Regions from separate parts of the Sus scrofa genome. Here region 2 is linked to region 1. Evidence: chromatin contacts called from public Hi-C data. All regions are on one chromosome and are shown on one strand. Each heading gives the region's core, a stretch centred on a gene start, on an enhancer-like site or on the middle of the called end of the contact. The rest is flanking DNA. Distances are from core to core; before and after follow the strand shown.

Region 1 (7,113 bases), core at 3,717-6,216:
AGAGACATGTACTCGTTCCGCACATGCTGGCTGACACCTTCTGTGCCTCTGTTGTGCTTTGAGCTACGGGGGGAGCTGTGGCTGCCAACCCGCTGGGGAGGAGGTGTGCGTGCAGGGCTGTAGCCGGGGGACGTGGCCGTGGGTAGCTGCCACGAGCCGGGTGGGTGGGATGCAGAAGTGCTTTTAAGTTCCGAGCGAAGCTGAGTTGGCCTTGACACAAGAACTTTGATGTAAAAGATGAAAGTTCAGCAGCGTCCTCAGGGCTGGGGCTCCTGTGTTTGGAACAAGCACCAAGGCCGTTAGGAGGCAATGGTGCGAGCTCGGTCAAAGACCTGAGCAGGCCGCTGACCTGGCTGGTCATCCTCTCCTTCCAGAAACACTTTGGTCCCCGTTGACCCCCATCCTAGGGTCCTTCCTACCTCTTTTTTACTGTTGCTTAATCCCACGTTCCATGCACAGGACCTGACACATAGGAGGTGCTTTCATACTAGAAACAAGCCGTCGCGAGTTCAGCGCTCTGTGCTTTTGTGTCCCTTTTGTTCATCCGTGTGGAAGGAGAGAGGGTGGCGATTTGTTGTGTCGGGATAGATTGTGGCTCCTGAATCTTTCCTTTAATTCTCCTGCTCTGCCGAGCCCTGTTTATAAACTCGATAGCTCCAGCCTTACAGTCCATCCCCTGGAGCCCTTGGAAGAAGCCATAAATGTCCATAGCATTTTGGATATAAGACACATAAGCGAAGAAATCGGCCTTTATCAAGCACACGCAGCAGTCGCTAGACATGCATTATCTCATTTAATCTCCGCGTACCTTAGAGATGATGTCTTCCTTTTGTCACAGATCAGTTGCAGGAAGAAAGAACCATCCGTAAGAGACCAAGGCCAGGAGTGTCACCCAACAATTTAGTGATTATGCAAGAGTCCGAAACCAGCATCGTCCTGTTTGTAGCTCAGACTCTTTCTACAACTTGCATTCCATTCGCTACTAATGAAAAATGTGCTGCATGTGAACCAAGCATATTTATCCATATCAACTGTTGGCTCTTTTTTCCTTGTAGATTTCACACATTGGCAAGCTGAGAGATTTTCTTCTGGAACACAGGAAAGATTATATTAACGCTTATAGGTAAGTGTATATTTTGTACTGATTTTGGTGACCGTTTTTTTTTTAATTTAAAAAAATTTACTGAAACCTAGTTGATGTGCAATGCTGTGTATAGCAGAGCGATTCGGATATACGTATGTACATGGTTCTTCACACTCTGTTCCATGATGGTGTATCCTAGGATACTGAATATAGTTCCCGGGGCTACACAGCAGGACCTTGGTGTCTGTCCATCCTAGACATACTGGCTTACCTCTGCCAGCCCCAAACTCCCAAGCCTTCCCTCCCCAGCCCCCTCCACTTGGCAACCACAAGCCTGCTCTCTGTACCTGTGGGTCTGTTTCTGTGTCATGGGCGTGTTCATTTGTGTTGTATTTTAGATTCCACGTGTAAGTGGTATGTGGTATTTGTCTTTCTCTTTCTGACTCGCTTCACTTGGGATGAGAGTCTCTAGGTCCCTTGACTGTTCTTTTCCACACCTATACTCCTTTTGAGCTTTTTGTCCTCTCTCTTTGCTCAGTTACTCGGGTTGTGATGGAGAAGGTTGGCTTGGCAGCAGAAGGATGTCTGCAAAGCAGAAAGGAGCTCCCCTAGCCAGGGAGAGCCCGGCCACACCCCACATCCTCCAAGTCACCCTAGCCCCACAGCAGTGTCCCCTGCTCTGCCGCTCCCATGGGTTTGCATCTCTGTATGTATATACATGTTATGGCACATGCAGAAGGGGCTGGGGTACACTTTCTCACCGAGTCAATATTACTGAGCAAATGAGATAATGCAGCTCATGTAAAAATGCCATTTGGAGACACACACTCTTGCCTCTAGTGAGGGCTTTCATTAGGTTGATTTTTAAAAAGAAGGAAAGCATTTTGATCGAGGTTTCCAATATAGCTTCTAGAATAGGCTCCAGCTCTCAGAGACACAGAAACGGGGCAGTGCAGGCATCCTGCCTCCTGCTTTTCCCTGGCCCCCACCTGCACCTGTGGCTGTAGAGCGGTGTTTCTGCGTAAGACTCAGCTTCAAGGGCAGCGTGTAATTTACTGGAGCAGTGGGATTGCATGCGTGAGGCGACGTCATTCAAAACATCTTTTCAGAATGTCATCATTTTATAAAACAAGAGGTTTTGCCCTTCAGAAGCTTTCCTATCACAGAGTTTGCAAAAATAAAAGAAATCCTCTTATTTTTTTAAAAACTTTGTAAATATATGCAAAAATGAAAATATTTCATATAAGTTCTTTAACAGAGAAAATAGTTATACCCCAGTTGGTTTTTAGATAGTCCTACCACTTTGCTTTATACTGTTAAGTGTATTTCATTTGCATACTTTTGGAATACACTAAAAGTATTATTCTGAGCTTAGTACCAAAAAGACCTTTTTTTTTTTGGTTGTCTTTTTAGGGCTCCACCTGCAGCATACGGACGTTCCCAGGTTAGGGGTTGAATTGGAGCCACAGCTGTTGGCCCACACCACAGCCACAGCCACGCCAGACCCAGCCTGCATCTGTGACCTACAGCACAGCTCACGGCAATGCCGGATCCTTAACCCACTGAGTGAGGCCAGGGATCGAACCTGAGTCCTCAGGATACTAGTCAGATTCATTTCCACTGAGCCATGACAGGAAACTCCAAGACCTTATTTTTAAGCTCTCAGTTAAAATAGTTGGTCAACACTAGATGGCAGTGTAAATTCCACTTTGGAAGGTGTGTATGTGCAGCAGGTCCTGATCTCACAGTCTGTAAAAATGGGTGCTCCGGCCATTTGGAAAACGCAACAAAACAGATACAAGCCTGTCAGTTTCCAGCTCCTTTCTTCTGTGCTTGACAACTTAGGTTAAATAAGGGGTGTCGAGATCTTTCATGGAAATCCACTGAAAAGGCCTCCCGCTGGGCAGTTGCTTTAAATGTTGGTCTAGTTCAAGCCACCCCACCCTGTTATTAGCCATGCAACCTGAGAAAGTCATTTAATCTAAAACATAGTATCTCCCTCTAAACCAGGGGTCAGCAGACCGCAGCCTGCAGACCAAGTCTAGCCTGCTGCCTGCTTTTGTACAGCCTGAGGGCTGAGGCTAGTTCTTACCATTTTCAAATGGGTAGAGGGAAATAATATTTTACCACATAAGAAAATTATATGAAATTCAAACTTCAGTGTCTATAAATAAAATTTATCAGAACACCACTCCCATTCATTTACAAATGTTCCATGACTGCTTTTATGCTACAACAGCAGAGGGAGTGGCTGTGATGGGCTATACGGCCCTCAAAGTCTAATGTATTGATTATCTGGCCCTTTTCAGAAAAAGTTGGAAGAGCCCAGCTCTAAATATGAGGGTCACGTGCTGGCTAGATAGGACATTCAGGCAAGACAGTACGATTAAAATGCAGCGCAAAAAGACAAACAGCAATGGATCTATAAAAAAGGTTATTTTATAAGGGGCTATTCTGTAGCTTTGCAGTGGTTTTAATGCAAAAGCTATCCTGTAACTTTTGCTTATAATGGTGAGACTAGGGCCTGTCTCCTCCCACGGCACAGCTCCGCCCCTCACACTTTGCCTGTGTTCCCAGACCCCCATGGCATGGATGCATCGAGTCCTTTGCCCTCACATTGCTCAGGACAGGTTCAGTCACACCCAGGTTCTAGTCCCGGTCTGGCAGGTGTTAACCATGCACGCATATACAGCTCTCTTCACGTCTTGTGCTTGGTTTTTAAATGAAGGGTGGACGGTGTTCCTCGGAGGGTTAGATGAGATGTGTGGGTGCCCCTGGTACACGAAGTCCGTTGATGAGTGTGGTGATTGAATCGGAGCCCCACTTGACCTGTGATGCAGTTGGGGCAGGGGTCAGTTGATAAAGAAAGCACCTCTGTTTCCTCCAGAGGAGGGAGGGAGAGACAGAGGTTCAGAGGATGGAGAGGATGCCAGGGTCAAGTCAGCACGGCAGAGATGGACGTGTCCTCAGTGAAAGCTAGGGTCGGGGGCAGAAGTTAGGTCTGCAGGCAGGTGGCCTTGCTGAAGGCTCCTGAATGAGAGGCCCTCAGTCGTTGGTGCCACTGGATGTCACAGCCCCAGCACACAGAGAGCGCAGAGGCCCCGTGTAGCACGGGAGAGAAGCCTCTGCTGTCACTAAGCAGGCGGTCCCAGAGGGAAGGAGGCAGCGGAGCCGTGGCGGGAGGCGTGCTCCCCAAAGGAGGGCAGGAGGGCAGAGGCCAGGAAGGCAGTGAGTGTCCCGCTGGAGGAGTTGCTTCAGCAGGGGATGGATCCCCTCCACGCCCCTGTCGGGCTCCCCTTCCCGCAGGCACGCGCTGTTGAGAGCCTTTCCCGAAGGGAGGCTGGCCGGCCTCCCCTCGAGTTGGGGAGTGGGGGTGCTGGCCTTGCCTTTTCCTGGGAACATTTGGATGGGGTTAATCACGGGCCTGAGAGAAATACTGCCTTCAGACCCATAAGGCTGTGTTAGTTTGACATAATTAGGAAGCTGTAATTTTTTCCATAACGTAGAGCTCAGACTTTATTGACCCATTTAACTTTTTAAAATAATGACATTTTACTAGAGCAGAACAGCATGCAATCTAGGTAGCCTCTGGCGGGATCTCTTGAATGATTTTAATTAAAAATGATTTCTCCACTTCTTTTCCCCATATCCTGGTAACAGAACAGTACCACTTGGGGGAAAAACTTTCTTGGTTTCTGTTGTTGTTTCTAATAGAAGAATCATACTGTCAGTTTCCAATTTAAAAGGTTAATACTATAATCTGTCTTAAAGGAACATCGCCTTTTAGCTGAGTAATCAGTTTTATCAGATTAACCTTCAGACCTTGTCAGTGTCGCTGAGCGGAGTTTCGTTAAGTTAAACTGGAGGAGGAGGATGTTAACCTCTTGTCCTTGGACTTAGCCGTTTATGGGTCTGCTCGGTCCACGGGTGCACACCCACTAGGAGCTGGGTGCCTTCCTTGTTTATTTGTCCCTGACCCCTTAACCTCTGTTTCTAGCGAGGCAGTTTCTATGAAGGACGCCCTGGACCGCTTCGCCCTGCTCTGCTCTGCTCAGGGCGGGCCCCTCTTCTCGCTACCCACTGCCCCGGAAAACGTGGGCGCTGGGCTTGGATGGGGAGGCGCCGCCCCAAGGAGGGGGGAGACCGGCCTGAGGTCGGCCCTGCAAAGAACCCCAGGCTTACTCCTCCCTCTTCGCTTGGGGGCGGTGGGAGGGGCTGTTGTCAGGATGGACGTGTCTCCCACCCCTCTGTGCCTTGACTTTTCCAGGGAAGGCTCTGGATGGGAGTGCCAACAGGTCTGGAGGTGGGGGTCGAATCAACTCGGGCGGTCGCTGTGAGTCCAGCCTCTTCGGGTCGCCTCATGTGTTAAGGGAGGTTGTTCCGGAAGTGTTTGGGTACAGATGCATTGATTTATCAGCCTACTAAATCCCAGGTGTGATGGGGTACAGTAGTGAACAAACATCCCCGCCTTTACGGAACCTATGTTTTGGAGAAGATAGAGAAGAAACAAAATAAATGAGTAAAAACGATACATACAGGATGTTAGAGCAGGATAAATGCTTTGGTGGAGAGAGAAGGGAAAACAGGTGGAAAATGTCAGGGAGGAAACCGTTTAATAAAGGGACTGGGAAGGCCTCACTAAGGGGGGTCACTGCATGACCACCTCAAAGAAGTAGGCAGTCAGTTTATACAGGCATCCGGGCAGAGAACATTCCAGAAGGAGAAAACATCCAGCCAGCGGAAAGGTCCTGATGTGAGAGCATGTCCAGCAGGTGCATGGAGCAGTGAGGGGCTGGGTGGCTGGAGCAGGGGGCAGGGGTAGGTGGAGGACGAGCTCAGAGAGAGCAGGGGCCAGATCTTGTGAGGCGTCTTAAGGCTCGTGCAGTGCCTGGAAGGACCTTGGCTTCTGCTCTCAGGTGGGCAGCACTGGACGGTCTGCACAGGGTTGATGGGATCTGACTGACTTTGTAACAGATGCGCAAGGCTCGTGAGTTCAGTAAACTGAGCAGGGACGGGGCAGAAGCAGCAGAGCAGCTGGGAGGCTGCAGTTGCCATCCAGGCCAGGGCCGTCGATGGCACGGGCCAGAGGGGTTAGCGGTGGGTGTGGTGACGAGAGGTCAGCTCTGGAAATAATTTGAAGGTAGAGCCGGCTAAATTTGTTGATGGGTTAGAGGTGAGCTGGGAGAGTAAAGAGGCGCCAGGACAACCTGAGGTTTGGGCCCCGAGCAGCTGGAAGGAAGGGGATTGCCGCCAAGGCAGGTGGGAGGCTGTGGCAGGAGCGGGTTTGGGGCATATTCATATAAACATTCTGAATGGAGGTGTGGAGCCGGCAGTTAGATATATGTGCTTCAAGTTCAAGAGAGGTTCAGGCAGAAGGTGGAAAGTTGGAAATTGTCCATGTAAAACCGCTGTATGTGCTGACAAAAAAAAGCCACGAGCCTAGACAGCCTCACCAAGGGGGCAGTGTAGGGAGCAGAGAGGTTCAGGGATGAGCCGTGAACTCTTCATCATTAAATGGTCAGACCAGAAGGCCTGAGAACAGACAGCAGCCGGGGAGGTGGGTGGGGACAGGAGGGTGCCTTTGGGGAGGACACAGGACCGCCGATCGGGCCAGGGGAGCCATCAGCTCCCTCCAATCTGTAGAAAGTAATGGGGGGAGGGCTGAGCCCTGCCTGGTGGGGTCATCAGTGACCTTGGGGAGTGAGGACAACAGAGCCTGTTTGGATCAGGTCAGGGGAGAACGGCCGGGACAATGGGGACAGGGGCTGTAAGCTTCTCAGAGACGTTTTATTGTGAAGAGGGGAGGAGTTGGGCAGTAGCTGATAGGAGGCATGGATTTGAGAGGTTTGGTTTGGTTTGGTTTTTTATGGCTGCACTTGTGGCATATGGAAGTTCCCGAGCCAGGGACTGAATCCAAGCCACAGCTGCAACCTAGGCCACAGCTGCAGCGACGCCCAATCCTTTAACCCTCTGTGCCAGGCCGGGGATTGAACCCACAACTCCACAGTGACCCAAGTGGGTTAAGTCGG
Region 2 (7,525 bases), core at 1,277-3,776, 83 kb after region 1:
AGGCTCATCCAAATGACAGGTGTCCTTATGAGAAGAGGAGGCAGGACTCAGGCGCAGAGGAGAAGCCACGTGACAATGGCGGCAGGGGTCAGAGCCAAAGCCACAGGAGCCACCTGAAGCTGGAAGAGGCGGGGAAAGACCCTCTCTAGGAGCCATTGGACAGGGCATGGCCCTTCGACACCCTGACCTCAGACCCTCGGCCTGCAGCACTGTAAGAGAATACCATTCTGTTGTTTCAAGCCGGCCAGTGGTGGTAAATTGTTCCAGCAGCCGCAGGAAAGGAACAGGGGGCTGATGGCTGGGCAGGGCAGCAGCAGGGTGACAAGCCGGCTGTGGGCCAGGTCCCTGGGCGGCACTGGCTCTGTGCTCAGAGGTTGCGCCCGGGTCGATGGCCAGAAATCCTGGAGAGGACAGAGGGAACAGGGGCTCAGTCCCCACCCTGCCACCCAGAGTGACTGACTGACTGGTTGGGGAGCTTCCCCGCAACCTACACCACAGCTCACGGCAATGCTGGATCCTTAACCCACTGAGCAAGGCCAGGGATCGAACCCGAAACCTCATGGTTCTTGGTCGGATTCGTTAACCACTGCGCCATGATGGGAACTCGTCCCCCACCTTTTTTAAATTTTTTATTTTATTTTTTTCTTTTATATTTTAGAAAGATAAAAGTTTATTTGTATCTCTATAGTCTTCTTGGAGCAAAGCAGGTCTTAATAAGTAATGAAACAGGGGAACTGGCCTTGTCGATGTGCAGGGGCCAGGTGACACTCCCAGCAGTGTCCCCGAGGCCAGCAGTGTGCACACTGTTCTCCTTGGACTCCCTGGGGGCCTCGTGGAGCCCCTGAGGGTCCCTGGCCGGTGGGACATAGAGTGACGAGGGGATGAGGGGCCCCGCCCTCCGTAAATCACAGCTCTGTGGGTTGGGCTCCCGTGTGCCACGTGACGGCTTAAAGACCCCATGGCCAAGACTCCTGGGGAAGCTGAGGCCACACAGCACCAACAGGTCAGCCACCAGGAAGCAGGGTCTCTCCCGAAAGCCAATACTCCCTTTTCTCTGTCTTTTTTCCCACAGAGGAAGGGTCAAGGCTCTACAGCCAAGGGCCCTGATCAAATCACTGTGACTTGAGACTCTCAGGGGCCACAGGTAAAATGAGCAGTGGCGCTCTTGCTGTGGCCCCTCGGAGTCACAGGCAGACGCATGAACGGAGTCACTCAGCACAGCCCTGGCAGGATTCCCAGCCCCCTCCATGACATGCATGGGCTCTGGCCTGGCCTGTGTCTTATGGGCTCAATTGTGGCTACTCCCCAAAGTCATATGTTGAAGTCCTGGCCTCTAGGACCTCAGAATGTGACTGTATTTGCAGATAGTTGAAGAGGTCATTAAGGTAAAATGAGGTCGCGTGGGTGGGTCCTGACCCAATAGGACTGGTGTCCTTATAGGAGAGGAGCTTAGGACACCAGCACGCTCAGAGGGACAACCACAGGAGGACACGGGGAGAAGACAGCCATCTCCACGCCCAGGAGAGAGGCCTCAGCGGAGGTAACTGGAGTTCCTGTTGCGGCTCATTGGGTAAAGGACCTGACATTGCTGTGAGCTGTGGTGTAGTCGCAGACGTGGCTCAGATCCCTCGTTGCTGTGGCTGTGGCATGGGTCAGCAGCTGCGGCTCCAATGCAACCCCTAGCCTGGAACCCTCCATATGCCGTGGATGTGGCCCTAGGGAAAAGAAAAATTAAGCAACCCTACCAAGACTTTGATTGCTGGCTTCCAGCCTCCAGAACTGTGAGAAAATTCATTTGTTTTTTTCAGCCATCCAATCTGTGGTACTTTGTTTTGGCAGCCCTGGCAAACTAATACACTGTAGGTTTGGAAATCTACCAAATTCAGGCATAAATTAAACAAGAAAAGAGAAAATTTTGTCTATGTCTGAACCAACTTTTCTTTCAAGAAGTCTGTTAGAGGAGTTCTCGTCATGGCGCAGTGGTTAACGAATCCGACTAGGAACCATGAGGTTGCGGGTTCGATCCCTGCCCTTGCTCAGTGGGTGAAGGATCCGGCATTGCCGTGAGCTGTGGTGTAGGTTGCAGACTCGGCTTGGATCCCGCGTTGCTGTGGCTCTGGTGTAGGCTGGTGGCTACAGCTCTGATTCAACCCCTAGCCTGGGAACCCTGGGAACCTCCATATGCCTTGGGAGCGGCCCACGAAATGGCAAAAAGACCAAGAAAATAAATAAATAAAAAATAAAAATAAAAAAGGGAAAATCGTGTCTCCTGCCTCTCACACAGATATAAAAACGAACATGTGCTGAAGATTTTATTTACCCCACTAATCAGAGAGGGAACTGGCAGATGTTCTAGCTGGTTCAGCAGAGACTCCAAAGAACAGACACATTTTCCAGGTCAAGATTACTGAAATGATATGAAATAGAGACAGAGCTGGTTTTCAAATCAGGGAAGAAGCCAGCTGAACCTCTGTTGGACAGAACAGACTTTGCTTGTCCAGAGACAAGAATTACTTTGCATTCCTGTTGGCCCCAGGCTGGATCAGGTTTATGCTTTGGTATTAGCATGTTTGACTACAAAGGTTCTGTTTGGAAAGTTATTTTGTTTCTGTTTTGCCTCGGAGAACCTTGAACTTCCTCCATGATGATCAAAAACATCCGTCTGCCCTGGGTGGGGATGGGCGTGGGGCTCAGAACATCACAGAGGAAGCAGGGAGAGGGCTCACGGTACTGTTCCCACTGCGGCGTGCAGAACGACACCTGCAGCAAAACAAAAGACTGGAGAGCCAGGGTTCTGGGAGAGAGGATTTTCAAAATTCCTTTCTCTCCGCTGTCAGCCCCTCATGGGCCAGGCCCAGCCGGTTTAGAGGGTTCTCGGGAGATGGCCAGGCCAGCTCTGGGGCACAGGCCATGGGCTACTTCTGTCCTGGAGGCAGAGAGAGGGGAGCTGACAGGTGTGCAGGTTTGCCCCTCCAGGCATCCTGCAGGGGAACTCACTGAGGCCACTGCTCAGGAGCCAGTGAAGTGGTCCCCACTTCCTGATCGTCACCTCTGATGTCCCATGTCCCTTCTTCTTTTTTTTTTTTTTTTTTTGGTCTTTTTTCTTTTTAGAGCCACACGCACGGCATATGGAAGTTCCCAGGATAGGAGTCCAATCGGAGCTGTAGCCGCCAGCCTATGCCGCAGCCACAGCAACACCGGATCCTTAACCCATTGAGGGAGGCCAGGGGCCGAACCTGCGTCCTCACCGATGCTAGTCGGGTTTGTTAACTGCTGAGCCATGACGGAAACTCCCTGATGTCCCTTCTCATAAGGACACAGTTCTGTGGGATCAGGCCCCAGCCTCATGGCCTCACTGATTGGAAGGGAGACAGAATTCAGTCCTTCACAACCACTGCCTAGTCCTAGAATCTACAAACCCCAAACTCAGGAGCAATCTCGTCCCATCCCACCCTCCCTCCGCCCTGGCCACTGCTCATCCACTGTCTTTCTCTGTGGATTCACCTATTCTGGGCATTTCATGGATATGCATGTAGGCATCACATGTGTGCTTCTGCGTCTGGCTTCCTTCACTCAGCATCGGGCTTTCACGGGTCACCCAGGAGTTAGAGCTATTTTTAAAGCCCATTTGTACAGAGGAGACATGAGAATCCGCAAACTGGAGTGTCTGCTCTTAGAGCTGCTTGACCCTGGAGTCTGTCTGGGACACTGGGCACTCAGCAAAGTTGGAAAATAAATGAGCAAGTGACGTCCCTTCCAAGGACACATCCCTCCACCCTGGCGAAAGAGAATGTTGCACTGTCAACAGGCTTCAATGTGGGGGTGCGGGTGCGTGGTAGAAGCAGGGACCTGGGGTTCGGGTGAGTGAAGCTTTAGCGTTGAGGTCACCCAGCCTCGGTCTCTGCTTATTGAGGGGCTATACCGCCATCTGGTGGCCAGAGGAAAACCCAACATGAAACAGTCGGGGTGGCCTGTGGATTTCCTTGTAACTGTAAGGAAAAGAAGGCTTTTTTGTGGAGCCTGGCCATCCCGGCTGAATGCTGGGCCCTTCACACGCAGCCTGAAACTGCAGGGGGCGTGATGGGATATGCGACGGATTCAGAGTGGTGAGGTCCATGCATCTTTTTGACAAGCAAAGATGTTTATGACAGTTTGCTTTGTGAAAAGGCAAGAGGAAAGGTGGATGGTATGAGCCGACTTGAAACATGTTGCGGTGTCTAGATCTATTTGTATCTGATTGCAGAGGAAAAGGTCTGGGAGGAAACAAACCAGGGTGTAAGCGTAATCTACCTCCTTGGGTGCTGAAGGAGCTTAGCGAGAAAATGCACGAGACGTGGGGGCCAGGATGTCCCACAGGCAGGAGCTGATGTTGGGACTAGAATCACACTCCATCACACTCATCACCATTGTCACTGTCACCACCGCCATCACCTCTGGGTGATGGAAATCTTTTTCCTTTTTCTTGCACTTTCTGATTTTTCTCTTTTGTCCATGTTACTTAGAAAAGATAAGAATTTTTTTTAAATGTGTGATAAGTTCTGGCAGAGACAAGTTGTTTCACAAATATCACAGCAGCAGGTTGTTCCTTAGAAACCCAGCAACCACCCATCTGGCGGACATTCCGGCTGGGTCTCACCCTGGCTTTGGAGCCACCCATGCCCCTGGGACCCAACCTCCTGGCCAGTGGAGCTGGGGTCACCTTCCTCCTCTGTAGATGGGGACAATCACAGCATCCACCTTTCAGGGTGTCGTGGAATGGAAACGAGTTGACCCTGGTAAAGTGGCTCCATTATGCCTGGCGCACAACAGACACGGTGCTGCTGTTATCACTGGGCGAGTGGCCTCCCAACTGCGGGCAGCTATCCAGTGAGGGATTCGGACGAAAGCTGAGTTTCTTCAACTGCTGCCTTACACCACCTGCCTGGGAAGCATCTGGAAACATGCTAAACAGCCATTCCCAGGCCTTGGCCCTGACCTTCAGGATCAAAACCTCCAAAGGTCTGCACTGTTAACAAGCCTCCCCCGCGGACCTCACAGAAAGTGGAGCCCTCAGACACAGGAGAGGATTCCTAAGAGCCCTTGAGTCCCAGACATTCTAAGATGCTGGGGTTCTTCGGAAAACCTGCCCAAGCTCTGGGCCTTTACATCGCAATTCTGAGATGAAAGGCACTTCTTGGCCCAGGCTGGTTCTATAGGAACCTAATCACAGGCATTCTCAGACATGTCCGCAGAGCATGAGATTGGCAAGACCTCATTCCATAGTCAGGAGACTCAAGTCCAGAGAGGGGAGGGCACTTGTCACCGGGTTGGCGATGGAGGTGGGAACAGAGCCCAGGTCTCTAACTCTGGCGTCAGTGAGGTACCTGTGCACACACACACACATGCACGCAGGCACACACACACGCACGTAGGCACACGCTCTTATTCTTGCTGCGGATGCCCACGCTACCTGTCAAGGCCTGGCCCACTGCAGATCACCTGCTATCCAAGAACATGCACACATTTCCAAGCTTTTTTGCCACTGCTAAGTTTGTCCTTATTTAGGTTAAGGCTTTGGGGCAGAGCGGTGAAGGGAGAAAGGAAAGAGGTAGGAAATATGAATTTTAAAGCTTTGGTTTTAATTTTTTCTTAAACTTTTATTCTACGAGAACAAATTATTGTCCTCATCATGCACATTTACTCAAGGCTAGGTGCCTCGGCGTGGGCAAATCTGATTCTTTAGGACCTGAGCAAAACCCAGGTGTACAGGAGGCATGCCACAGATGTTTAAGGGATGGAAGTGGGGTGATGCCTCAGACTTTTAATCCGAGCCACTGGAAGACTGCGGTTGCTGTTTCAGGAGACGGGTGAGAGCAGGGGAGAGGGTGAAGGGCTTGGTTTCACATTTTTTCCTGAATTAGACATTCCGATAAAGATGACAGGCAGGTAGCTGGGATAGGGTGTCAAGTCTAGGGGAGAGGCCCAAGACAGACACAAGTTTGGGAGAGATGAGCCAAGGGATGGCACTTACAGTCATTAGACCGGAGGAGGCCTAGTAGGACAGAGGACGGGGGGCACCCCAACTTTTAAATATGGGCCAATGGGGAGGGGAACAGGGGCCTGAGACGAGCATCAGGGAGGGAAGGGGAAACCAGAGCGAGCGGGCCTCCAGAGGTCCTGGTTCTTATCTCTCGGGTGGAGAATCATCACTCTGAGCTGTCAGTGCTGCCCAGAGCCACCTGGAGTGGGGACTGAGCGCCGATCGGGGTAAGCAATGGAGAGCTGGGCAGCAAGGGTGGAGCAGTGCGGGCAAAAGGCATCTGACTGAAGAGGCTGCCAGAGAGGAAAGGAAATGAGAGACTCAATCCAAGAGGTCCAATGTTTTGACTAAAAGGTAGGGCAAAAACACTCCTTTGACAAATTACCGAGTATCTACTAAATGCCAGGCAGAGTGTGGGCCCTGGAGACGGAGACACAGCACGAGGCAAAACTCTTGGGTGCTGTCCAGGGCAGCACAGGGTCTAGATCGAGGAGGAAGGAGGCGAGAAGCTCCTGTAGGTTGGACAGTGGGAAGTCCTAATGAGAAAATCAAAGCCGGTGGGGAGAGAGGGCTGGGGTGCGGGTGGGGAAGGCAGCAGTCAGGTGTGTGTGGGGGTGCGACCTACAGGCTCAGGGATTCGGCAGGTGTGGGGGAGGTTGAGGGGCCCTTCCTAGTTGCTTCTGGGTCTCACAGGGCTAGGAAGCAAGTTCCTGAGCGGGAAGACGGAGCAGGGAGGTACAGAGGTTGGGAAGCACTGCAGAGACTGAGAAAGAGCTGTCTAGGGCAGTGCAGGGTCTAGATGGAGGAGGAAGGAGGCGAGATGGACCCAGGGCTCCCCAGGAGCGAGTTGGGATAGAAACCAGAGAACGGCCTGGTTCAGTGCCCCGCGTGCAGGGGCAGAGACAGGCTGGAGGCTCACCAGGGAAGCCTGATGAAGAGGCCAGAGGGTGGATCACGGCCTGACGGCCCATGGGGTTTGGCCTGGGAAGGAGGTGGACAGGGACGAGAGGGGCAGTGAAAAGATGAGCTGACCACTGGGCTGTAGGTGCGGGTGGAGATGAAGGGCTGTGGGGGCTGGGACATCAGATGGAGGAGCCAGAAAGAGGCGGTGGGAGACGACACCCATGTGCAACTCCCAGGCGTCAAGTTCACAGCCAGGAGACCTTGGGCCTCACCGTTGCCAGCTGCAGGTCCTCGTGCAGGTCACCTGGGTCTTCCATCTTCTGGGCAGGGACGGTGTGTGCTCGTTGCCCCAGCCCTGTGGGGCTGCCGCGCCCTTAAGGGTGGGAACACCAGGAGTGGAACCCGAATGTGACGTCGAAGCGGACCTATCCTGCATCCACGGCTCTTCCACGAACATCCTCCCCTCCCCGTGTTCCTCTGGTTGGCTGTGTTCATTTCCGAGCTAGAGCCGCCGACGACCGTGTTCGCCTCTGTGCAAGCAGGTCTAGACAAGCGGCTTCTGCTGTCCACACAGGTAACTGCACGTTCACGTGCGTTCTCTCA

What was found. A called contact is a pair of places that touch in the nucleus more often than the background predicts.
Region 2: a contact with region 1 is called in a Hi-C map of liver, with 4 times the contacts expected there. The contact joins two enhancer-like sites. A contact is called at or near these places in 1 of 5 promoter capture datasets (liver) and 9 of 47 Hi-C or Micro-C datasets (embryonic fibroblasts, fetal liver, heart right ventricle and 2 more).

Annotation. Positions count from the first base shown.
Region 1 is chr8:5,957,100-5,964,212 of Sscrofa11.1, forward strand. It overlaps STX18 (syntaxin-18), which reads left to right. Exons shown (of 11, transcript XM_021100998.1): 2 at 1,056-1,123. Among named protein-coding and RNA genes, the nearest start is that of STX18, 77 kb to the left of the region's middle. Within about 2 kb of position 4,967, at least 3 of the 83 cell types and tissues checked have an H3K27ac peak or open chromatin away from gene starts, as enhancers often do. A contact at or near this core is called in fetal liver and liver, where this site is marked.
Region 2 is chr8:6,042,760-6,050,284 of Sscrofa11.1, forward strand. No RefSeq gene overlaps it. Among named protein-coding and RNA genes, the nearest start is that of ZBTB49, 35 kb to the right of the region's middle. Within about 2 kb of position 2,527, at least 6 of the 83 cell types and tissues checked have an H3K27ac peak or open chromatin away from gene starts, as enhancers often do. A contact at or near this core is called in fetal liver and liver, where this site is marked.